Regions from separate parts of the Bombyx mori genome. Here region 2 is linked to region 1. Evidence: chromatin contacts called from public Hi-C data. All regions are on one chromosome and are shown on one strand. The core of a region is the stretch at or near the end of the contact, and the rest is flanking DNA. Distances in the headings are between cores, read along the strand shown.

Region 1 (3,584 bases), core at 998-3,497:
CTAAAAATTGGTAGTTCACATAACTCTTTCCAATTGATAATTCTTGCTCACTACAGTTGGCTACTTCACCACTTTGTACTGTCACACTTTCACAAAACTGATTTTGCCCATGATGAATGGCCATTTGTTGCATATGGGGCATAGTACCATTGGAACTTCCCGGAATGACACATCTCAATTGAGTAGCGGTGTCTACAGTTCCTACAGGTAATCGAGCACTGAATGTTTCTACACAACCCAAATCTGAACTAAGTGGACCAGCACAGTCCTCCTGCCGATAGTTGCTTCCACTAGACCCTTCACTTTTTGTTTCTTCTACTTTAATACAGGAATCTTTGACATACTGCTGTGATACAGGATATAAATCTGGCAACTGAGTTATATTTTCAATAGACCCTAAACTGTCAATTTTATCATCACTGTCATTAAAATTCTTGTAAAACAATTGGTTCTGGTGCGATCTTTGTTCAACTCCTTCTGATTGTGTACGATAAAAAGATGATCGCAGCTGCGGCTGCAAATTATCAGGCAGGTATAGGGATTCCAGTGGCGAGTGTCGAAGGGTGTCCAGGTCGGGCGGTGCGGTGCCGGGCTCTAGCTGGCGCTGCTCCGCCACGTACACCAGCACGCGCGGCGCACCCGCCACGCCCGCTCGCGACGCGCCCACATTCGCGGGCTTGCCCGACATCGCGAACATACATTACACGATGCCACACTTTGGTACTCATTAGCTGAGTGCACCACAACGTGGTCTTCCAGCTGCCCAAATTGAACTGTTAGCAGCATAGCTCTGAATCCCTCGATCATATCTCGACAGCCTCCTATCACTTTGAGGCCGATCCACCATCGTCGACTAACACCTTTTTTTGCACCGATGTCATGAATTTTATTTTATGGTTTTATGACGGACTAACGACCCACTGATAGTTTTATGGCGGAGCCCTTTTCAACCCCATTGTTTATGAATGAGATTAGTAGAAAACAGTAGCAGCTACTTTTTATTGTATACAATTTCGGTGTTGGAACAGGCTACACAACATATTGTATTGAATATTGATACACTTTCGGTCTGTTTAAAAGGTCATTGAATTAAATGTCAGCTTCACTTCACCATCAAATCAAACACACCATTTCCATTTTCGCGTTTTGTAAAGTATTTAAAGTTGGCTTGTGAAAAAAACAAATGAAAGGCTGCTATTTAAAATTTCAGCATAACATAAGTTTAGTGGAACACTGAAAAACGACCGAATGAAGTGATTCGTAAATCGTAGTTTATAGTTTACTGTTGTTCAATGACCGTGTTCAGTGACTTCACTGTTCACTCACTGTTCACAAATTTATTATCGAAAGTATCCTTTGGAACATAAACGAGGAATAAGTCTCATTTCTCAATAGTACTCTGGAGCTTAAAAAACAGCCAACGCTTATGTTCTATCTTCTTCTGTAACTGAAAAGAGGTATTAGGAAAAAAGAGAAGCAAATATGAATTAAAACAACAGATCTCAAGAGTCAAACGCAGGTAAGCGACATCTGGTATTATCCTGCCACAACATGAAATGACATTCTCGTTTTACGAGGTTTTTCAGCTAAAGAATTATGGTTTTGTAAATGTGTAGATTAAAATTGCATGAAATACTTTTTCTATAGTTGCAGTATGTACGTGAACAAATAAAATGTAAATCTGCAATTAATTTAGAATCAGTATAAATTGTTTAATTTCAAAATAAATATAATGGGCTTAATTTTGTCTTCGTACAATATAAGCACGACGTGAAATACGTCAATGTGACAAATTAACATGGCTCTTCATATTCAAAACCATTAACATAAAATAATAATTTCCTACAAGTATATATCCTACGTGACGGACTAAGTTTCACTCGGTACATGTATCTTTACCTTACGAGCTGATTTAACGTCACTATGGCCGTTTTCCAATTACAGAGCATAATGCATAGACCTATATAGTATTCCTACTTCATTGGCATAATGCGACTCAGTGACGCACAATGCCGAATTATGCTGAAGCTTAGTCGAGCATTATGCCGCATAATGCGCTCTTGTGCTGTTATTGGAAACGGCCTGCGTATTTAATTAGGAAAAAAATCAAATTCTCGTTAATCCTCTGCTTTTATGCTTTAAACAATTGAGGTGGGTATAAAGCTGGTAGCCCTGTTAGAGAGTAGGATTCTGTTTATATAAGATATGTGAGTTACAGCTATAACATAGATTATTTATAGCAGGTATGGCTAAGTTCCTTTTGCCTGACCATTTGACCAATGTAAAAATTAAATAAAAAATTCAGCGCACAGCACAGCATGACCAGTGACCACTTTTTATTTGTAATATTAAACTTGGAAGTAAAAACGCAAATTGTTTTCTGGTCAAAAACTTCGTTGTTACTGATCTGTAAAAAGTAGACCATAGTGTCACCCTTAAATATGAAACGTAGTTCCAGAAACTTTAAACACGAGATTAATCCTGTCAAAGATGAAGAATCACGGTGTGTAGCAAGTTTTTTTTGACCAGGCTGTAAAACTACTCTCACGAATTGTTCGGTGCAGATTACGCTCAATTACGAAACTATATAATTTTTAACGTAGCTTACTGTAAAATTTTAAGAACATCATTATAACCACAAAACCTGTAAACATGATAGTAAGAGTAAATGTACATAACGGACTATTTAGATATAAGGGTTTTCGAGATGTTTTATTATTTTAAAATGAACATTTTTTATAAAGTCTCCAAAAAGAATTTTTTATGGTAATTATAGTCTGGTCGGTTCCTGTGGCACTTTCAGCATGGTAAAATGAATATTGACTACATACCTACTAAACTTATTAACAGTTCCTGTTGATTTCACTTTTTCCTTTCTATTCTTTTACTTCTTTTATACCAAATATAAATAAACAAGTCTAATTACATCCATTGCCTCAGTAAATACAACTATAATCATTTAAAAAAAAGTGTCATCTAATCATTTAAAAAAAAAACATGACTAAAATGAAACCAACTCTCAATTACCATACTGAAGTTGCCAAATTATTTTTGGCTAACATTTGAAATGCAGTGGTGCCATATATAGGTCCCATGCAAATGATAATCAAATAAAATGGACTCCCTACAACAGACTATTTTTTTTAGAGATTCTGTTGTCATTCCTAAGCACAGAGAATTTTTATAATATGAATAGACTGTAACAATAAAAAACATTGTTTGATAAAGAGGGCTTTGTGAAAGTATACATTTTTTATATCTATAAGGCTCATTTGACTGAAACTGGATGCTACACTTTCACACATGTTGCCGTTGTCTTTCTTTAACAGATTAGATATCACATTTGATATGATCCATAAATTTAAAATTGTAATTTACAGGTTATCTCAAATACTTTTTACCAAGAAGCAAAAATTAATAGATAAATTGAAACCTAATCAAGAATTATCAGACAATATTGATTTAAAGCCAGTATGGACTGATGATGATGATGGTAAATATACTGCAGCAAATATCATACCTCAAGCTGTAAGTAATGTTCAGTACACTGAAAAACTTAAACAAAAATATAGAACTATCGTGGG
Region 2 (3,637 bases), core at 360-2,859, 47 kb before region 1:
CCAGAGCAGGTGGGCGAGCAAAGGCTCAACTAAGAGGGGTGGGATTTGCTAACAGCTGCCCGAACGCCTCCAAAGGGGACCTAGCAACGCAAGAGCAGCTGCTTCGCGAATGAATCTACCACCGAATCGGAATCGCGACCCGCTGAGAAGATCCGGCGAGAAACTCAGCAGGCTTAAAGCTGCGTGTAGGCGCTATGCACGACCGCGGCTACAGAGGTCGCTGGCCTTGACATTTGCATAGATTAGCAAATGAATGTTATTTTAAGGTTATGTTAGATTTTACTGTTCCTTTTCGGCGTCCGGAAGGCTTTACCTTACACCCTGTATATGAACAAGGGACACCTTTACTTTGCTTAATAATCTTACTCTTACTATTCAAGGTAAAGGTTCAATGGTCGCAATGGTAGACGATCTTACAAACGTTACACGCGTGACGTCACCACATCGCTCTGCCCGACGCAGCTACCTCGGGGCGAGTCTCGAGCATACAGTGAGCTTAGTGCGAGTTTTTTAACGTTCTCGATAGCGTAAAAGTTAAATCAAATTTGTATGGAATTAAAACGTTTGCCGCTATAAGCGCTGTTCCAACTGCATACAAATTTGGGTTACTTTTACTCTATCGAGAACGTTAAAAAACTCGCACTAAGCACACAGTAGTCTGTATAATCTACAGGAGCTCGAAACAAATAATGTCAGGTTCTCTCGTAGGCAAACGGTTGACGCGTGCTGCCAACATCGAATAGAAAAATAATGTACAACTGCCCCTTTTGTAAATTGTTCGTTGTAGTTCTCATTCATCAAACGATAATAATGAATTATTTTACACGAAAAGTAATATACAAACATTTATGTAATAATGCTTGTATTTAGTTAAAGAGCCTTTAGGTCGTGTCCACTGCGGCAGCGTCTTCACTGTGAGCTCCGTAGACGAGTATCAGTCGGTTTGTTCCGAGATATTTTAGCGGCACTCTTCTTCTTCTCTTTATTTTTGGATTTATCACGTTTCCTACTCTTCTTCGGAGTGTCTGTGAGGGAGGGGGCGTCGCTGTCCCCCTCGCGGTCCCGTTCCCGCTGCGCGACGGACGCGCCGGTTCCGCTATTTTTATCGAGTTCCGCCATCGCTTCCTGGATCGCGTTCTCCAATAAAGTATTCAATTTTCTACTCCTGCTTCGACGAAAGAAAATAAAACATAAATATTTATCTACATCGTGACGTCATCGGGTGCGATTTCAGCTTCGAATATTCGAATAAACAAATTACATAGTTTCTTTGGATCGGGTTAGCGATACAACATGACGTTACTATAAAAGGTTTAATTATGCTGTCATAACTAAGAGAGCGGTCGATACAGTCATACACAATGTTCTCACGCTATGCAAGTCTAATGAAATATAAATTGTGCGATCTTGGCCACGGTTAAATTACGTTTATCGACTAGTACGTACGTTGAAAGAATCTATCGTACTGTGATATTTCTGGGCACCGATAGGAAGGCGGTTCGACAGGGAATGTTCTGAGGGAGTCTGTGAGGAAGTCTGTGAGGGAGTCTGTGAGGAAGTCTGTGAGGGAGTCGGTGGGGGGTCGGGTCCGGACTCACTTCCTGTGTCGCTCTCGCGCGGCGTGGTGCGCGTCCAGGCCGTCGGAGAGCGCGAGCAGGCGCGCGGGGTGCAGCACGCCGAGCCCGCGCGCCCCGAACCAGCGCACCTCCCAGCGCCCGTCCGCGCGCCGCCGCTCCAGCTGCCCCGGCCACGACGCGTGCCCCGGCGCCGGGCCCCACACCACCTGCCCCCTCGCGAACTTGTCCCCTCTGTCCCTCTGTCCCGCCTCGTCCTCCGCCTCGTCCCCCGCCTCGCCCTCAGCCTCGCCCTCGGTCTCGACATCCTCCTCGTCGCTCTTCGCATCTATCGACGTTACCCGCCACTTTAAGCGTTGACCCGCCTCCAAATTCAACGTAAGAACGCTATTCCTCTTTCAAAACGATTCTATCGTGTGTATTCTAATTAAATATACATATTTGAAATCATTAAAACAAATACATTTTCTGAGTATCGAAAGACCCTAATGGTCGACATAATAAAAAGCTAAATATATTTATAAGTTGATTTTTCGCGAAGTCTTTCTAGGTTTTATTTCAAAGAATTAGTAATTACAATAATTTATTTTAAACACAGAAGAAATAATATAGATTCGAGGTACATATATGTGTGAAACGTGCGTACTTACAACGACGAGCGGATGGAATGATGGCTTTACAATGATGCGTTAGTAATGGTGTCCCAATTTGTGAGCCAATTTTGTTACTTCATAGATATGGTGCAATGGAAAGCGACAGAAAGCCTGGGTGAGAACGTTTGCACGCTGCACATCGCTGTTTTATTCTGATTAGTTTCCAGTACACCCTTAATATATTAACAGCTGTATCTTGTATTAACCCAACCAAAAGAAAACCAATGACCGATAGTATCGCATTATGTAGAAGCTGAAATACACCACAACACACGTCAGTACGATGTTTATTATGTCCGATTTTTACGTATTAATATATAATTACAATTAAATCATACATCCTGATTATATCAAGCAATCCATAACCAATACAAGACACAACAATTTAAAATTTGAATTTTGTTAGCTATGACTGAAGCATGAAATGACTGATAGAAATCCAGAAACAAGGGGGGTTTCGTTTGCAATTTATTTACAACATTTTTAAAGATAGAATGATCTAATTAGATTTTTTTAGCTAACAATTTAATTAAAAAATTAAATTCATTTAAAAAACACAAGTGAAATCAGTAAATGTCAATACGAAAACAGTCATTAGAATCGATTATTGTGAACCAAGGGACCAACATTTTCGTTAAGTGCATACAGTCAGATAAAAAACAATATTTTTATTATAGATAAGATAAAATGACAGCAAAGGGTACAAGGAAGCACAGTAGTGAAGGGGGAAGGGATAAAGCGACGGCAGGGTCTCACTTACCGTCGCCAGAACTGAAATTGTGTCTGTCCGACGCGGCCTGGTAGTGCCTGTAGCTTCGGTCTTGCGAGCTCACAGTCATAGCGCTATAATCCAGGTCCTTTGTCAGTCCGTGGTTAACGCCGAACCCGTTCGTCCGCATTATCTTATCGGATCTGTACGAGGACCCGTCGCCGAATTCGTTTTTCCTCTTGTACGGATGCATCCTCTCGTAGTAGGCAGATGCGGCGGGCATCACCGTCTGGCAGTTCAGCGGCGACGAGCTCATGTTCGCTCGCAGCAACGGTACGTTCGACATCAGGTCTGCGAAGCATTATACGAGGTTCTTTTTTTGATGTGAAACATCTATAGCCGCACGTAAAACCGATTTCTGGCGTGGCGACGCATACCGTGGCTACGCGTCGCCATGCGCAACCGACTGTGCGACTCTCTCCCACTCGATCCGGCGTTAAGCCATCTCTCTCGCTACACTGAGCTCGGATACCTATAGTGTATACTCCGTAGTGTATACAGTGTTGTTTACTACAGTAAACATAACCTGTGTTTTACTTGAAAACAAATTATTTTTTCGTAATATTTTATTTTATCATTATGACATATTTAGTTCCTATCAGAATGTTCTTTTCTGCATATTACTTTTACAAAATAATGTC

Evidence for each region. A called contact is a pair of places that touch in the nucleus more often than the background predicts.
Region 2: a Hi-C map of whole pupa shows a contact between it and region 1, with 2.3 times the contacts expected there. The contact joins the enhancer-like site here to the promoter of LOC101740273 in region 1. A contact is called at or near these places in 4 of 7 Hi-C or Micro-C datasets (midgut, an unstated tissue and whole pupa).

The regions. Positions count from the first base shown.
Region 1 is chr9:6,665,487-6,669,070 of ASM3026992v2, reverse strand. It overlaps LOC101740273 (U3 small nucleolar RNA-associated protein 18 homolog), which reads left to right and starts at 2,247. Exons shown (of 2, transcript XM_004925147.4): 1 at 2,247-2,503; 2 at 3,381-3,584. The coding sequence starts at 2,442. It overlaps LOC101745326, which reads right to left and starts at 1,512. Exons shown (of 9, transcript XM_038013097.2): 1 at 1-1,512. The coding sequence starts at 697.
Region 2 is chr9:6,711,968-6,715,604 of ASM3026992v2, reverse strand. LOC101745326 reads right to left here. Exons shown (of 9, transcript XM_038013097.2): 7 at 2,988-3,287; 8 at 1,599-1,902; 9 at 1-1,168. The coding sequence ends at 910. Among protein-coding and RNA genes, the nearest start is that of LOC134199359, 28 kb to the left of the region's middle. Within about 2 kb of position 1,609, at least 4 of the 8 cell types and tissues checked have open chromatin away from gene starts, as enhancers often do.